2 separate regions of the Mus musculus genome follow, and region 1 is linked to region 2. A link is a contact called in public Hi-C data. All regions are on one chromosome and are shown on one strand. The core of a region is the stretch at or near the end of the contact, and the rest is flanking DNA. Distances in the headings are between cores, read along the strand shown. Region 1 has its middle 5.0 kb from the start of Dubr. Region 2 has its middle 74 kb from the start of 1700026J12Rik.

What was found. Hi-C and Micro-C count contacts between places; a contact is called where the count stands out from the background.
Region 1: a contact with region 2 is called in a Hi-C map of Th2 cells, with 3 times the contacts expected there. The contact joins two enhancer-like sites. A contact is called at or near these places in 4 of 39 promoter capture datasets (the 3T3-L1 cell line, hippocampal neurons and second pharyngeal arch cranial neural crest), 2 of 484 Hi-C or Micro-C datasets (Th2 cells and cortical neurons) and 3 of 115 datasets of contacts at active chromatin or transcription factors (astrocytes, forebrain and large pre-B cells).

The regions. Positions count from the first base shown.
Region 1 is chr16:50,734,854-50,740,620 of GRCm38.p6, reverse strand. No RefSeq gene overlaps it. Among named protein-coding and RNA genes, the nearest start is that of Dubr, 5.0 kb to the right of the region's middle. Within about 2 kb of position 3,955, at least 196 of the 459 cell types and tissues checked have an H3K27ac peak or open chromatin away from gene starts, as enhancers often do. A contact at or near this core is called in Th2 cells, where this site is marked.
Region 2 is chr16:49,327,347-49,332,957 of GRCm38.p6, reverse strand. No RefSeq gene overlaps it. Among named protein-coding and RNA genes, the nearest start is that of 1700026J12Rik, 74 kb to the right of the region's middle. Within about 2 kb of position 1,732, at least 37 of the 459 cell types and tissues checked have an H3K27ac peak or open chromatin away from gene starts, as enhancers often do. A contact at or near this core is called in Th2 cells, where this site is marked.

The sequences.
Region 1 (5,767 bases), core at 2,706-5,205, 1.4 Mb before region 2:
TCACTGTGGGCGTGGGCTTTAATACCCTATTCCTAGCTGCCTGGAAGCTAGTTTTCTCTTAAAGGCCTGCTGATGAAGATGTAGACCTCTCAGTTCCTCCTCCACCATGCATGCCTGGATGCTGCCATGCTCCTGCCTTGATGATACTGAACTGAATCTCTGAACCTGTCATCCAGCCCCAATTAGATGTTGTCTTTATAGGAGTTGCCTTGGTCATGGTGTCTGTTCACAGTAGTAAAACCCTAACTAAGACAGCAAGTAAATTAAATTCACTATCCATGAAGTTATCTGAGTAAATAAATAAATTTATGATGCCTAAGATATTTAGACACTTTATTTGTGCTTCTCTTTGCAATGCTCAACCTACCTTACTGTGTGATATATATACAATCTGTATTTGCTTTTAGCTGAAAGGAGAATGGTCAGGAATTCTCATGAACTGGAGAACCTTCTGACTACAAAAGGTGCTGTGTGATGTGAACACTGGTTTACCCTTAAACCATGCATAAAGTACAGTTATGTGGACAAAATCCTGGTGAAGTTAGAGTGATTGACGAGTGTTTCAAGGCTGTGAAGAACTTCACAGAGGGCCCATCCTCAGCTGCCCGTGGCTTCGTTCTTTTACCAGGTGACCTGAAAGACAACCTTAAGATTAGTATAAAATATGTTTTCTCAAAATTATCCACCACTCGTTGGAGTCTGGGTATGTAACTATCACCAAAGAAATAACTGGAATCACATCGCATTCTTGCATGAAGCTGCTTGGATCAGCATTCAGTCAAATTTTGGAAGAAACATCCTACAAAACAATAGGGGGACATTTCTATTTTCCATTCTGTTTATTTGTTTGTTTTTATTGCAGTGCTGGGGATAAAACCCAAGGCCTTGTGTACATAGGGCACAGTGTCAATCATTGAGCTACCTCCCAGATCAATGGAAGTTTTTAAATATGTTCAAGAATTTCATAAATGTATATAACATGACTTGACCGTATCCATATCTTATGACTCAGTCCCTGCTCCCCCTAGACTCCTCCACACCAAACACCCTCCCCACTTCACGTCTTCTTGGTTTGGTTTTTTTTTTTTTAATAAACTATTGAGTCAAAAGGGATAATCATACCTTCAAACATAGGGAACTGACGAACAGTCCCACCCTGAAGGCGGCTCTTCCCTTCCCCAAGCTGCTATCAACTGCCAATAGCCCCTCAGCCAGAGGAGAAATCAGAATGTTTTTAGTTTTGAGAGAGCCTTCCATGTAGCCCCAGCTGCCATGCATATCACTATACAGACTACATAAGTAATTTTTTTTTATTTTTTATGTCTATGTGCATTGGTGTCTGGTCTGCAGGCATGTCTGTGTGAGGGAGTCAGATTCCACTGGAACATAAGTTACAGTTTCGAGCTGTCGAGTGGGAACTGGGAATTGAACACAGATCCTCTCGAAGAGCAGCCAGCGATCTTAACCACTGGGCCATCTCTCCAGCCCATGCTGTTTCTTGCTTTTAGGAGAAGAGTTGCTTTGTCACAAGAGGGGACAGGCTAATGTGCAATATGTCCCTAACAGGCAAAGAGCATCTTTCTGTCCTTGGGAGGAGCAGAGCCTGTGAGTGTGAGGCTCTGCTCACCCACTCCTGCCCCTTGTACCTCTTGTAGCAGGCTGCTGAGGACACAGACAAGCAAACCCGGACTGTAACTCACCTTCATTCCAGTCGGCAGCATTAATGTCAAGAGAAAATTGAGCAATAGAAACCCAGGCAAAGTACGAAAGGCCCAATCACAGAGACCTGATCTGTTCTGCAAGTGAGATTTCCTGGAACTTGAGCAAATGCAACTCACAGTCGTACGCGTGAGCTTTAAAGTTAGCTTTGAACCTAATCCAGTGGTCATAAGGACTCACAGTAAATATGAAATAGACGTGACATGATTAACAGATGACCCTTCCAGTTACAAATGAGCTCTGGGTGATAAGCACACCTCTGCATCAATTATAAAAATCAGTCTCTCGGATACAAATTACTTTTAAACACCTAGAACCCTGGAACAAATTGAATTGAGAGGGGATGCTATTTAAAAGTAAGCATCATAAAGATGATTTTGAAAATATTTTCTGGAGCAGGAGACATGGTTCAGTGGTTAAGACTGCCTATTGCTCTTGCAGAGACCCGGGTTCAATTTGCAATACCTACACAGAGATTCACAACTATCCAGTCAGACCCTGCTCTTCATGAGCTTCTGTATGTATATGGTGCACATAAACACATTGAAGCATATGTGCACATAATTAAATGATATTTGACATGTATGGGCACTGTGCATGCATACCTATGCATGGATGTTATTCAATGACAGAGTTCCAGCATCGTCAGCATGTGAGTCCCTGAACCTCAGAAGGAAAAAAAAATATAAAACTTTAACTGGAGTACATCCTGTAGGGTGCTTAGAGAGAAGATTTGTGGCTCACCAACTTATAGAAATTTATGGACCATTGAATGCTTACAGTTTTTCTTTTTCCTTTTTTTAAAAAAAGATATACAATTTACATATGCAATTTACAAATTAAGTAAGACAGTTAATTGGTAACAACTTGGGTTATAAACAGCCCCCAAAGACAGAAGAGAGTGCCAGAAAACTGTGAACTTAGCACAGTAAAACAATGGTAAACTGGTATTTATTCAAGAATCCTAAGTGTAAGCTCTCTTTTGAACATGGGCTTCACTGTCATCAGGCCTGTGGAAAGGAGTCAAACTTGTAATTTCCCACACCGAGCCTTCCTCAGGTACCCTACACTGATGTAATAAGGATGTGAATAGGCAGAAGGCGGAAGAATTGGCTCTAACCATGTGACTCACAGAGAAAGACAGTGAGCTGGCTCAAATGCTGAGTAAGGCTCTAGCATCCGCAGAGCCTCAGGCCACTTGGCGGATCCTGGTACCTGCTGCTTCAGCCTACTGGGTGCTGGTTTGCAGGAACCCACACAAGTCAGGGCGTGGAAGCCTGGAACTGATAACACCCAACACCTAAGCTCGCTCAGGTCCTCGCAGTTGCTCCTGGCTGACATCCAAGAAAGAGACCCTGACCTGTTTGGATGTCTAAGAACCACTCAGGAAATGAGATCCATGGGTTGTGTGCCGGGGACCTGCCGTAGAGGCCCCAATCCAAATCCTAATCGCTTTGAGAAACATCTGTAACCAAATCCAGCAGCAAAACCGAACCTCACAAAGGACCCACCCAGGTTCCTCCATGAAGTGTGCTTCTGCTCGAGCACCTAGGGGAAGGCGACAGGGTTTTATGGGACTGACTGCCTTGACCTTGCTGCGTGGACATCGCCGTCGCCTACTCCTTTTGTACTTCTATTGCCTCCGCCTTAGTTTTTAATCTCCTGGTTGTTTTTACGTTACCTTACTGACCTTGTGTTTTGCTTCCCTCACAAACTTGAAAGGGGAACTGAACTCATAAGAAAAACGAAACAAAACCCAAAACGAAAAGCGCCCCCAAACAAGACAGAAACTCTAATCGTTTCTTTTATTCGGAGTCTCTGAACCGGTCTGTTCAAATCTTCATTAACTTTTCTGAGAGCGAGCAGGAAACACGCAGTGTTTCCTTACTGGAGAAGGTTTCGTGGCTGGAGTCAATGCTGCCGCATGACCAGCAGGGGGCAGTAGCACACTAAGAATGCAGGAACCGTCCCAGGCTGTGCGGAACACTGTTGAAGGGTTTGCGCTGGTCTGTGTAAGAGCGATGAGCTCAGCTCCGATGAAGTCTTTTGTTTTGTGTCCTATTTTACAATGCACGGTTCAGTTTTCCATATGAATTGTGACTTAGGCAGACTTCACTGTGACAGCTGGGCTCAAGAAAATGAGACGTAAAGAGGAAAATGGAAAAGGGAAAGAGGAAGTTCAAGTGTTTCAAATAAACTACGTAGAGAAGGCAGAAGTAATTCCCCCGTAGAGATACAAAGTTTGTCCCTTCGCTGTTACCATCCTTAATTCTGCCCTTCCGTTTACAAATTAAACTCATCCTTGCTTTCTCTCTTTTCCTGCTACTTTCTTTGCCATACAGTTTTCTGTTTTGTTTGTTAAGGATTTGTGCTTTTAAAAGATAAAGCTAGTTTAAACCAAATGGCTTCAAAAGATCCTATCATTTCTGAATACAGAGAGTGGATGTTTTTGTGCCTTTTGAATACTCGTTAGTCATTAATGTGTATGTTGCAACAACAAAAATGTCCCCTGTAGCCGTAAAGCTTTGGATAAACAGCCCAAAGCTATCGCTGAGATCTTTATCTGAGGACCTGGAGGTAGAATACGAAGTTCACATTGAAACATCAGAGACCTGAAGATCATTATAGTCAAGGATCATTGGGGTTTGGAAGGGTAAAAGGTGATCAGGCATCCAAGCATGGGGATTCTGCTGCTGCCGGGCCTCAGCCCACGCTGTTCCAGGAACATTCTTGCCTCATTTATCCAAAACACTCGTTCCTTCACCAATCTGAAGTGTTTGTGCAAAAATCACATTCTGGGTGGCTTTTCCCAACCACTTCTGTAAAGGGATGGTCAACTCTCTCCGTAGTCTTTCTTATATGAATCTTGGTCCACTTTTCTCAACAATAATGGCTATTAAATGTCACATTAAACATTTAACATTAGACATTTAAATATTATAAATTAGACAACTGGGACAGAATCCATCAGTCAACTAATGTCTTCACTCTCTATAAAAGGGGAAAACTAGGGTTGATCCCAATAAAACCACCACCCTGCCACACATAAATAAAACCACCACCCTGCCACACCCAAAGACAACAACAAAAGTAAAAGTAAGTCAGGAATGATGAGAATTTCAGGAAAAAAAAAAAAAAAAAAGATGGATGACAGACAAAAAATAGCAAGAAAATGCTTATAAAAAAGAACAGAAATTTTCTTAAATAAAAAAAGAGAAACTTAGACCCCAAACCATCTAAATAAAGCACATCTTAAGAATTTTTCCATATGTTGTGTTTTGTGGTTAAAAGAAAGTTATGAAAAAGTATATAGCCCATAATCATAAAGAAAGAATTACAATTAATTTAGAGAAAAATTGAAATACATAAATAATAATAGTGTATAACACAATCTCTTAAACCAGCTGCAATTTAACAAAATTATTTATTAAAATTGCCTAGAATTTACATTCAGAGGCAAAAATAGGCATACCTTGATAAAGTACATGAAGAAACATAACATGAACAATATTTTTTAATTAATTATATTATAAAACCAGAAACCACAGCCATCAAAACGTAACTTAAAAAATCCTCTGACCTTGAAAATTTTATCTATTAAATCTCAATATCAATCTCAGTTGATTCTGAGAATTTCTAGAAAAAAAACCCCACAACAATAATCTTTAAGATCAGCTGAAGAATGTTCAGAATAAAAATGAGAGATCATCAATACAAACTAGGAACTGAAATAAATGCGTTTCAGTGGGAGAGGATATACCTGCAGTGACCTGAGGTGCCAGGGTACATTGATAAGAAAGGGAGACTCCCCCGCCCCACCCCACCCCCGCTCAGAGGGAAAGGTGAATGGGGAGGGGAGGGGTCATAAGAGAGGGGACTGGGAAGAGGGGTGATTGCAATCAGATGCAAAGTGAATAAATAAATGGTAAAAGAAATAAATAGCCAGGCATAGTGGCGCACACCTTTAATCCCAGCACTTGGGAGGCAGAGGCAGGCATATTTCTGAGTTCAAAGCCAGCCTGGTCTACAAAGTGAGTTCCAGACATCC
Region 2 (5,611 bases), core at 483-2,982:
GAACACGAGAAATCCTTACTATGACAGTGTGCCAAGAAAATATCAGCTTGGCCAATCTAGAAGCAGATTCAACTGAAACAGTTTAAATCATTGGAGAGGGACTAGAAATCTGGTAATATTTGTTGGCAAAACGTTGAATTCAGGTACTACTTGGCCTACATTCATGACAGGTCCAGAGGACAAAAACATTTTGTAAAAGTAGGAGTAGTAAAGACCTGAGCATCATAGCTAGAAAGCAGCCAGCCCTGGGGTCAGTTCCTAGGAAACATTAGCTGCATATCCCTGTTACTTCCCACCCTTCATCGCAGGAGGCCAAATCCACCATTGACTCACGTAATCCATAAATCAACTACAGTGTTAACACTGGGCTGCTGGTAGGTCTGAGACTCCAGACATGATTTGCTTGGTTAGGAAATACACACAGAAGGAAGCCAAGGCGGCTGTCAGCGGCACATCAAGCATTTGGCACATTCTCCTTTTCCTCTCATTGCCCAGAACTTGCTCCCTAAAACATTTTCTGAGCTGGTTTTCTCTTTGTGCTGATCACTGAATGAAGTGGAGATCTGTTCTCTGGAACCATAAAAGTAATAAACAAAGTAATCAGGCTATGGGGTTATGCATGGCATAGCAACTGTCAGGAAACAAGCCAGACATCTATCAGGAGTTAAATAGGTTAATAAACCCTGCCCCCCCCCCCCCGCCCCACACACACACACAGTGTGTGTTCCAAAATATAGGAAAACAGCACAATAAGCCTGACTTTCAAAATAATCAGGCTTACTAAAATTAGACACACAAACCCAGTGGATTGCTCTGAATTTCAAAGTTCTAGAAAATTCCACCCAGTGCATATCTGACAGGAAGCATATTAGTGGTTGACAGAAACTTGGGCTGAGACAGAAGGCTTCTAGTTCATGGGAAGGGGCAGTGGATATGTCCGTAGAAATAGTTTTACTGGTAACACATTTGCCAACATTTATGAATTTTATATTTCAAACACATTCAACTATTTAGGTCAATAACACTCAAAAAGCTACTGTATGAAACACTAATAAGGAAACCAAGCTAACTTAGAGGGAAATTCACAGAAGGGAAATGGTTTCAGTTGTTATAGAATTATAACACAAAATTATGAAGTACATAGCCACCTTTTCAATATTTTTAAATCTTGTTTTAAAAATTGACAAAATATGTACATATGTATTTTATAAAATGATGCTTTGACATAAGTACACATAGTAGAATGGCTTGTCCCAGGTAATTAATATATCTGTACCTTACATATCAATTATTTTTCATAAAGAAAAAAATTAATATATTCTTTTAAGTGATTTTCAAATATTTCAAAATTGTTATTTACTATAACCATCATGCCGTGTCACAAGTCTGCTGAGTTCAGGAAATTAACACCCCAAATTTAGTGAGATTGTATGTGACTTGCCTTTACCTTGCTTATCTCACTAAGCACAAAGTCCCCCAAGTTCCCCCATATTGTTGCACATTCTTTAGGCTGAATACTATTTGTCCATTAGTTATGAACACACAGCACATTCTTTCCTATCGCTTCATCCTTCACGAACACGGAGTTAAACCTACTCTCTTGGCCATTATGAATAGCACCACAACAAACAACAGGATTCAGTAATTTCTTCAAGTCATTCATCTCACTCACTCTGGTGTGGTATCCCCACACCTCAGATTGCTGATCATAGATAGTCATTTAGCAATTTCCCTTCAGTTCTTAAGAAACCTCCAGAGCATCTTTGTGGTAGTACATCTCTGTCAACAGTGCTTATCTGCTCTCTAGCTCTATGTCCTCACCAACGCTGCTACTTCTATGTTTCTGATGATCATATGAAGTGATGGCCAAGGAAACTTATTTTCACTTCTAAGAGTCAACAATATTGACAGCATTTCTGTTGGGCCCCATTTTGGCCCTGTTTTGGGCCTTGAGGACAAACCTGAGCCTGGCTCAAGTTTTGAAAAGTTTTGCTCAGTCACTTCCCTACTAGAGTGACTCAGCATGACCTGCTTAAGCCTGCCTTTGCCTAACTACTGCTGACATAGAATAACTTTGTTGGCTGTCAGTCACCCCATACTCTTCGTCACCCTTCCCCTCCCCCTAAGTCATCTCACCTCAGCAAAAAAACCCTACCTCCTTTCTCAGCCCTTTTTAAACAAAAGATTGATATAATTAAATGAGTTCCTGCTTTGACAGACTCCCTGCTCCGGGTAGTTATGGAGGGCAGGAGGCAATTCTTCAGAGTGCTGGAGATCTGAGCTGTGTGACACTCACCATCCCTCTTCAGTCCCAGACCAAGTTCTCTCCTCTCGGCCTAGACCTGCCAAGAGAGCTGGCACATTTCTCCTTAATTTATTTACTTATTTTATTCACTTTACACCTTGATCTCAGCCCCCATTCCCTCCTCTCCTCTCCTCCCCCATTCTCCGTCCTCTTCTCTTCTGAGAACCGAAGGCCCCTTGTGGGTACCAACCAACCCTTGCACATCAAATCACAGCAGTATTAGGTACACCTCTCCCACTGAGGCCAGACGAAGTGGCCCAGCTAAGGAAAACCAAAGCGAGGCAAAGCGAGTCAGAGTCATCCCACCCCATCTACATTGCACTCCACATGGTTAAGGGACCCACACCGAGACCCTGCTGCACATCTGCTACATATGTGTAGGGGGCCTAGGTCAAGTATCCTCCCTTGGGCCCTTCTTGTTACTCAGCTTTTTTGGGTCTGTGGATTTTAGCCTAGTTATCCTGTATTTTATAGCTAATATCAACTTATGAGTGAGTACATACCATAATTGTCTTTCTAGGAGTGTGTTACCTCACTCAGCACAATATTTTGTAGTTCCATCCATTTGCCTGCAAATTGCATGATGTCTTTGTTTTTGATAGTTGAGTAGTATTTCATTGTGTAAATTTACTACATATTTTTTATCCATTCTTCAGTGGAGGGACATCTAGGTTCTTTCCAATGTCTCACTATTACAAATAAATCTGCTATGAACATAGTTGAGCAAATGTCCTTGTGGTACAGTGTAGCATATTTTGGGTATAGCTGGGTCTTGAAGTAAAAAGATTCCCAGTTTTCTGAGAAACCACCAAATTGATTTACAATGTTTGTATTAGGTCTCACTCTCACCACCAATGGAGGAGTTTTCCCCTTGCTCCACATCCTTGCCAGCATGTGCTGTCACTTAAGTTGTTTATCTTAGCCATTCTGTTTGATGAAAGATGGAATCTCAGGGTCATTTTGATTTGTACTTCCCTGATGACTAAGGATGTTGAACATTTCTTTTAAGTGCTTCTCAAACATTCAAGATTCCTCAGTTGAGAATTCTCTGTCAAGCTCTGTACTCCCTTTCTGAACTGGGTTATTTGGTTTGTTGGTGTCTAATTTCTTGAGTTCTTTATATATTTTGGGTATTTGCCCTCTGTCAGATGTAGGGTTGGTGAAGATCTTTTGTCATTCTGTAGACTGCCGATTTGTCCATTGTCTTAGAGAAGCTTTTCAATTTCATGAGGCCTCATTTATTGACTGTTAATCATAGTACCTAGGCCACTGGGGTTCTGTTCAGAAAGTTGTCTCCTGTGCCAATGAATTCAAGGCTATTCTCCCCTTTTCTTCTATTGATTGGGTGTATCTGGTTTTGTTTATGTCCTTGACCCACTTGGACTTGAGTTTTGTGCAAGGTGATAGATATGAACCATTTGTTGAAGACGTTTTTCCACCCACTCTATTGTTTTGGCTTCCTTGTCAAAAAACAAGTTCCCATAGGTTTGTGGACTTACTTCTGTGTCTTTGAGTCAATTCCATTGATCAACCTGCTTTTATGTCAATACTATGTGATTTTTATTACTATTGCTCTGTAGTACAGCTGGAAATCAGGGATCATGATACTTACAGAAGTTCTTTTATTGTATAGTAATATTTAGATATCCTGGGGATTTTAATAGACCTTGGGGGGGTCACTTATGTACACTATCATAACATCTATGCATAGCAGTACTTTGACTTCTCCAATTTGTAAGCCATTGATCTCCTTTAGTTGTCTTATTTCCCTGGCTAGAACTTCAAGTACTATCTTTAAGAGATGGGGAGAGAGTGAGAGCCTTGTCTTTTCCCTGATTTTAGTGGAGTCGCTTTAAGTTTCTCTCCATTTAATTTGATGTTGGCTATTGGCTCTCTGTATAGTGCCTTTATTGTGTTTAGGCATGTGCCATGTATCCCTGATCTCGCTAAGACTTTTAACATGAAGGGGAGTTAGATTTTTCACCAATACAGATGGTATGTAACTTGGTAGGCAAGAACTCACTTTTAAAAATTAATTGAAGGTTCTCAAATGGAATACACATGCACCTTGGAGTAGAATTAGGAGGAGGGGAGAATTAACCAGTGAGCCATGCTGATCATTCATGTGGTTTCTTCCAAACTATGCAAGCCAGGAAACTAGAACAGAGGAACACAGCTGCCAGTGGTGATTTGCTCCTGATCCTTCTAAAAGGTTTCTAGTGCCTCAGAGAGCTTGAGCTCAGAGGGGCAGGGAGCCCCTGCTATACAAGGGACAGACTTCTTGGAGGGAGGCAGAGAGAGGCAGACAGTAGAGGCTGCTAGCCTCCAACAAGCAAACAATCAAGGACAGAGATAAATAAAATTTGATTTAATTGTTTTTAAGGATGGAAGGGAGTATAATGCCAATTGTTTAAATGTTCTTAAATATATATGGGATAAAGAAAGCCAAGGCTTTAATCTCAAATGTAGGAAATAAAGGCAAGGAGGGAGAATAGAAGGAATGAGAAAAGTACATTAAAAGAAAATTTAAAAGGTCTATGTCAGGACAGTTCTTGGGATCTTCAAATATGGTCTACATGGGAATTCTGAGATTGTTCAGCCTAGTATGACAAAATTATAGCCTGGAAATAGACTTATACAGTAAATAGAAGGGAAATTAATTAAAGTTAAACACAGAGATGAGTAAATACTTTGAGGCTTTTGATCTTATATTATAGGTCAAGAGCAGAGTTAGTTGAAAACACTTAACTCAGACAGAAAAAGAAACTTAGGTTAGTTCAATTTACATAAAGAAAAGGGAAATATATACCAACAGAGATATTAATCTCCATAGAAGGGAGGATTTAAATATACCTAGATGCATAAATAATTGAAGCTTTTGATCTTAACTTGAGGGTCCAAAAGAAGGGCCCAGGGAGCCTAACCTTATCTCAGAGTGTAGAAACTTAGGTCTTAACCTCTATTAAAAACTTATCGTGCAAGAAAAAAAAAAAAAAAACAAAACAAAAAACAGGAGATAGTGGAGGAGTACTGTGTCAACAGATAGTATTTGTTTTGATTGTTTTAATTATCAAAATGAAGATATTTATGTTTGGTGGTATTAATGGTACTAAAATTCCTCTGGCCAGGCAATGGTGGTGCACGCCTTTAATCTCAGCACTCGTGAGGCAGAGGCAGGTGCATTTCTGAGTTCGAGGCCAACCTGGTCTACGGAGTGGGCAACATGGTCTACAACCGGGACAGCCAGGACTACACAGAGAAACCCTGTCTCAAAAAAACAATTCCTCTGGAAGAGAGATCCAGCTA